2 separate regions of the Zea mays genome follow, and region 2 is linked to region 1. The links are chromatin contacts, called in public Hi-C maps. All regions are on one chromosome and are shown on one strand. The core of a region is the stretch at or near the end of the contact, and the rest is flanking DNA. Distances in the headings are between cores, read along the strand shown. Region 1 holds the start of LOC103626849 (copper-transporting ATPase HMA4). Region 2 holds the start of LOC103626853 (outer envelope protein 80, chloroplastic).

Region 1 (3,391 bases), core at 364-2,863:
ATCTTCCTGGCATGGCAAGCACAAATACAGATATTTATAGTGAGCTTCCCATGATTTAGTATCTTGTTATCACAAAATTGGCCCACACAAAAAAAAGATCCATGCTATTCTAAAATGAAAAAAAGGAGCATAAATAGCAAGGCCATGGGCTCATGATAATCTTACATCAGTTTCCTCTGGCCTGTACTGAACCACGGCCTGGCCCTGAAGTGAGGAGACCTGGATGCTCTCCACCCCGTTCAAGCCGGCCACAACGGTCTCAATCGACACGGCACAAGAAGCGCAGGAGATGCCCCGGACACTGAACAGGACCTTCCTCGTCTTCCTCTCCTTCCTTGGAGACGCCCCAGCAGGAGAGGCGCCAGATGTCGTCGGCAGAAGCGGGTCCTTGAGGTGGCTCTCGCCATTCCGCTCCATGCCTGTGGCTGAATTGAAACGCCAAAGATCAACTGCATGTTAGATGTCAGAAGTAGCTGAACACAATCGCTTAGTAGTAGCTCAGTAGCACTATCTGCAATGCAGCACGCCAACACCCCAACCATTGTCATGGTAAATTGCTAATTCAGGAATCATACTTCACCCGCTGACGAAATCTAGGGTCATCATGACACCATCTAGCAACACTAGCGGAGACATGGAACCACAGCTGACGCACATAACTCGCCAACGCCGTACGACACCACGACAGCGAGGGTTCCCTCATTTAGGGGGTGTTTGGTTACACTCCGCTAAAATTTAGCTCATGTCCCATCGAATGTTTGAACCTCCGTTCCGGGTATTAAATGTAGTCGGATTATAAAACTAATTTGTCAGCCGAATATTAAAAGACGAGACGAATCTAGTCTAGTTGGTTAGGTGTATATTTCATACTCCTATTTAAAAGTCAAACGCTTGATGTGATCCGGACTAAACTTTAGCAGGAGCAACCAAACACCCCCTTAATTCTCAGAACGATAGAGAATACAGGAGCTGAAATGACAGCTTTCAGCTTGTGCAGCAAAGGTAACGAGAAACCCGCGCACGCATCGACCGCGGATCAATCAGCCAGCGCTGCGAGTCCACGACCGCGAGAGGCGACGAAAGGAAAACAGACCAGAGAAGACGGGTGGAACAAACGCAAACCTGTGATCATTCAATTGAACCAGAAGCCTGTGGACGAGGCGGCGGAAGCACACGAGCCGGCGCAGGAGGGCGCCCCACCTCGGTCCCGGACGACTGCGGCCGCGGCGAGAAGCTCTCGGCCCCCGGACCCCGCCTGCTGTAGTAGTCTCCCTGTTCCCGCGGCGGGGCGCCTGCCCGGGGTGTGGGGATTTTGAGTTGAAAGAGGAGGGATTGGCAGGTGCCTTGGCGGGCGTAGTGGCATCAGACTATAATAAAGGCGACGCGGAGCAGGGAGCGCGGCGTGAAGCAGGCGGTGGCGGGGTGGAGACGGCGAGGTCGCCTCGCCCTAGCGCGTGCGGCGGTTTGTTTGTTTCTTTCTTTCTTTGTTTACATTTGTTATATATAATAATAAATTTCGTGGGGATTCGGCGTGAATTTGGATGGGAACGCGACGGGTTTTTGTCAGATGCCTTTTGAAATCCCGCACGAGTTTGGTTTGATTTTGGGTTCTTGAGTGCGCGCTCGCTTTCTCCGCCCCTCATTTTTGTCTTGGCTTCCCTCCTCGCCGCGTTTCTAGAGTTTTCCATTCCGCATTGTATGCGGAACTTGAATGATTAGACCAATTGTTGGATTCTAAATTCGAATTGGGACGTCATGAGCGAACGTAGTGGGTTCCGAGATTCAAAACTTGTCGAGAACCAGTGCTGACTTTTTGAACGCGAACCATTTCGTGGGCGGCATCGTTTCGGCCGGCAAAACAAGACAAATAAAAAACACTTTGCGCCTGTGTACTATGTATTATTGTACGAGAAAAAATTATTGTTTATGACTGCGACTTTGATGATCCCGACGTCTAACAGCGTTTATCGTATGTTTTCTGGTAGGGGTATGTTGAGGTTGACTCCATCTCCATCCGGCTGGACAGTTGTGCATCTTCTAATAACTGTAATTAGTTACTCCTTTTCAGATCGGACTTTTGGACCATGTTGATGTTCTTGGTGTGACGGCTTGGCCCTCCGTCCAAAGAAAAACATAAAACTGTGTTTTCAACGAATTAATCAATCTTCAAATAGATTTATATTATACAAACGTATTATGTAATCAGTATAATGATTGTTAATAATGCACAGTACTTATTTATGTCATCGATACAATTTGAGGGCATTAAGTCTTGACAGAGGAGGTTTATATATTTTAAAGGAGACATCCCGTCCACATATCAGATTCAGAAACATCCTTAGTTTTCTTCCCCTTGTTGGCACGTGAATTGGTGCTGGCAGATGCTTTCTTGGTTACTTGCACCTCACCTTCTCTACTGCACTCGAGAATTCAAAACCATCCATAAGACGTGTAAATCAACACAATATAGAGCAAAATTATAGTTGTGAACCAATTTTTTTAGATGAAACATAAGCCAACGCATTTTCTTGGTTCTCTACAAATGATGGTTCAGATTCTAGTTCTTATTATGCATCCAAAATCTGAGGAGTAAAGACGCACAACACAGTTCAACAAAAAATAGCTAACCAGCAAGACTCTATGTTCATATTTGTAGTCATTTTGGATTTGGGGTAGGCCTTCGTCATGAACAGATTGACCCAGCCCAGTACAAATGTACTTAGGATAGATGCAGGGTTCATGTTCAGTTTAGATAGGATGGATTTTCTAAAGCTATATATACATGACCTGACGACCGGCTCCAGATCAAGATGAATTTATAGAGCTAGAGCTCCACCAAACGATTTGACTTACAATCAACTAGGGTTCAAGCTTAGTCCTCCCACCGCCAAACAGAAGGTCGTTTCCATGACAATAAATTGCATGCGACGTAGATAAAAGCATGACGTGGCAGGAGTGGTTGAGAGGTCGGAGGGAGGGAGAAAGAAAGCACGAAAGGATTTCGCATGCGAACTATTTCAGAGCTTTAGCACTTTAGCATCGAGGACGAGCACTAGTTCTAGTTTCCTTACATGATTCCCACTTCCCACCAATGCGCTACTGAGGCATCAGGGCTCCGATGTAGGGGGTGTTTGGTTTGAGGAATCACTCCATCCAAAATGTGGTGATGCATCATGGGTTCATTACTTAAATTTGGTGGAATGACCTCATTCCTCATATTAGTTATAACTAACTAACTATAAGGAATGAGGTGATGATGGATCAACTCATTACATTCCACAAACCAAACAAAAAAGTGAGGAGTGAGAAGATGATGGACTAGCTAATTCCTCCAACCAAACAGCCTAGTAGAGAGAAAGATCAGGAGATAACAGATACAGAGAGAATAGGA
Region 2 (3,391 bases), core at 296-2,795, 320 kb after region 1:
GGCAAACGTCAAATAAAAAAGACCAAAGAGAGTACGAAACAAGATATTCCATACAACCATCTAATACCATAATCACCAAATAAAAGATCAAAAAGTTGCGACCAAATAAACAAGATCACATGGCTAGAAATTAAGTTTGAGATTGAGACTCTGTGGAGAGAGCTTTCTCATCTATGAATATCATTAAAATTGGGTTGCGTAATAAGACAGGAGATGAATGGCTTAACCATCGTATGATTTCCTTCAAGTCGCGTTCTTAATATGATTTCCTTTAAGGTTCTGGAGTAAGAAGCACTGATGTTGATGTTGACATGATACATTTGGAAAGAGCTACATCATAACTTGTATGTCATCTTTAACATCTATGACAACATTGTTTCGACGTACAATTTTTCTTTATATGTTATTATTAAAGTTTATGATCGTTTCGGTCGGCCCGGGTCTTAGCCAATTTCTGGGTCCGCCACTGGCCTTGATGATACCCCTAATTATGGTCCCCGACAAGATTGTACTATTCGCAGAGTGAAGTTTGAATATAGGTATGGGTATATGTAAGTTGCTCGCGATAGCCTAAGAACTATGGGCTGAGAACGAAAAGTTAGAACTTGGATGCGAGCGGATGAACAAGGATGAGAAGAGCAAAATGAAAATAGAACATTCATTTCAGAACCCTAGCGAAGGGGTAAAATGGGAATCTAGAGAAAGGAAGAGAAAGTGGTGTTCATACTACCAATCTGACGAGCGTGCTGACCTGGATACCAATCTAGCGAAGAATCAGCTTCGGAATATTATAATGGCGAATTTCTCGGTAACCGCATAGGAAGATCGAACGACTCATTTTGGCCTCCCACTATAGGTGTATATTCGGCTGGCCCGACCCAAGCCCGAAATGGCGCGGTCCATTTAAATTTCGGGTTGGTCTAGCTCGTTTGAATTTTGGGCCGTGTCGGGTCGGCTCACGGACGGACACGTAATTGTTTAAACGTGCCGGACTCATTTTGAGCGGCTCGAAATTATAAAAAGCCCGAAATTCAAATTTTGGCCCAAATTTACATGAGAGCCCGAAATTTACACCTGAGCCCAAAATTCAAAACAAATTTAATAAAAAAAAAGTTAAGACAAATAAATTTGACCAAAAGCAAACTTAATATTTGTATTAAATTACTAGAGCTATGCAATGACAACCTCGTTTAAAAATATTTTGTTAGAAGAAAAAAAGAGTATAATCAGCTCTATACAAAGTTCGTAAGTTTATTCGTTATCTAATGTTCATAACAAAAGTAAAATTATATCACATACTATAATGCAAAGCTAAAAACATGTAAATAACATCATCTATAGCTTCGTTTTTTTATCAAGTACATGAAAATTAGAATGAAGTATGATTTTAATAAATATATGGATATTTTCGTGACTCTATATGGACTATTTCGTGTCTGCCTTAAACAGTACGTGTTCGTACGTATCCATGGCCTACGATTTTAGCCCAAATCTAGTCCGATATTACATATTTTTGTACCGGGCCGTGTTTTTTTTTTCTGCCTCGGATCGGAATGTACACCTACACTCTCGATACGCTCCCACAACCAGTCAGCCACCATCTGCTCCGCATCCTCCTCCGGCGCCCATGGCGGAGGAAACCCTCGCGCCCTCGTCCTCGTACTCGGTCTCGTCGGCAAAGCCCTAAACCCTAGTCGACCTCCATTTCGGAACCCTAGCCTTCCCGCGCCGCCGCCATGGTCCGCAGTTGCGATGTCCGTTTTGTCTCCTCCGGTGTCAAGCTCCCGTGCGAGTCCACCTCCGCGCTGGCCCCGTCCCCGTCCCCGTCTCCGGCACCCGCGCTCCTCTCCGCAGCGCTCCCGTTCGCGCACATCGGCCGCGCCATCGATGCCGCCGCCCGCCGCCTGGGCTCCTGCCTCCCACGCGTCCCTGTTGCGCGGGCCGACCCGGCTCCGTCCCCGCCACGGCGGCACGGCAAGGACGGCGGAGGGCCCGAGGAGCGGGTGCTGATCAGCGAGGTCGCGGTGCGGGGAAAGGACGGGGAGCCCCTGGAGCTGCCCGAGCTGGAGGCCGCGGCCGCCGCGGCGCTGCGCGCGTGCCGCCCCAACGCCGCGCTCACCGTGCGGGAGGTGCAGGAGGACGTGCACCGCATCGTCGAGAGCGGACTCTTCCGATCGTGTATGCCCGTCGCTGTCGACACCCGCGATGGCATTCGCCTCGTCTTTGAGGTCCTTCTATCCTCTTGTTGTCCCCTCTTCCTTTCTTTATTTCCGGAGCTAATGAATGCACAATTTCGTTTCTTCTTTTGGTTTCAGGTGGAGCCGAACCAAGACTTCCATGGGCTGGTATGCGAGGGCGCCAACATGCTACCGTCCAAGTTCATGGAAGATGCATTTCGCGATCGCCATGGTAAACATGTACTCCCTCGTTCACAAATAATGTTTTATTTGTCAACGGATTATGTGCACTGTTGTCGGCACGACCCATTGAATCTTTGGAGTTACAATGCGCAGGAAAAATTATTAACATTAGGCATCTGGATCAAGTGATCAAGTCTGTTAACAGATGGTATCAGGAGCGTGGCCTAACTGGGTTGGTAGGTAATCTGAATTTGTGTTTCCCTGTCACATAGTTGCTTGTGCTAGCTCCTAGGATACCTCATATGTGCACCACACAGAAACCAAGATGAAACTGAAACAATTGGTACTCTGAACCAGAAAACTAAGGTGATAAAGACAGAAAGAAGGGAACAATGAGAATACAGACATGCCTAGTGCGCGCGGATATTGACATACAAAATAGGAACATAGGTAAATTGATTGAAAAGTTGAATGAAATTTGACGTAAACAAAAAAACTTAGGTGAAGGAGAAGATTGTGGACGAAGCTGATTAGGGATTTCCTGATTCCGTTATAGATGAAACCCTGCAAACAAATCAGAATACTCCAGTCGAGAGAGGTGGAGAAGATTGAGGATTAATCTGGTTTTGGGATTTCCTGAATTCAGTATGGTCAAATTCCGCAAACAAATTGGAGTACTCTGGTGAAGATCACAGGCATTAGGGGAAGATGGATGCAATGGGAGCACTGCCTCCTGCTTCATACTGGAGGAGCCTTTTAAGGGGAGTTGAGTGGCCGGAGTGGCAGTAGTGGGAAGCTATGCGGTTGGTTCGGTGCAAGGCTACCCGACTGCTCCTTTTGTTTGTGTTGAGCTTGTGGATTAGTGGACTGAAAAACGATAGAGATGGCGTGGATCATGGAACAACGCGGTTGAGAGGTGAGAGAAATAGGAGTTTTTCATAGGAAGAGGCGAAGGGAGGTGGCATTGGTTTCCCTGAGGTGTGGGAGATGATACATGTACGGGTATATGTGATTGCAACCTCATGATCGAA

Evidence for each region. Hi-C and Micro-C count contacts between places; a contact is called where the count stands out from the background.
Region 2: a contact with region 1 is called in a Hi-C map of leaf, with 8 times the contacts expected there. The contact joins the promoter of LOC103626853 here to the promoter of LOC103626849 in region 1. A contact is called at or near these places in 7 of 25 Hi-C or Micro-C datasets (bundle sheath, ear, endosperm and 2 more).

The regions. Positions count from the first base shown.
Region 1 is chr5:124,081,803-124,085,193 of Zm-B73-REFERENCE-NAM-5.0, forward strand. It overlaps LOC103626849 (copper-transporting ATPase HMA4), which reads right to left and starts at 1,614. Exons shown (of 9, transcript XM_008647210.4): 1 at 1,123-1,614; 2 at 166-425. The coding sequence starts at 1,132.
Region 2 is chr5:124,402,937-124,406,327 of Zm-B73-REFERENCE-NAM-5.0, forward strand. LOC103626853 (outer envelope protein 80, chloroplastic) reads left to right here and starts at 1,546. Exons shown (of 16, transcript XM_008647213.3): 1 at 1,546-2,228; 2 at 2,316-2,409; 3 at 2,514-2,596. The coding sequence starts at 1,737.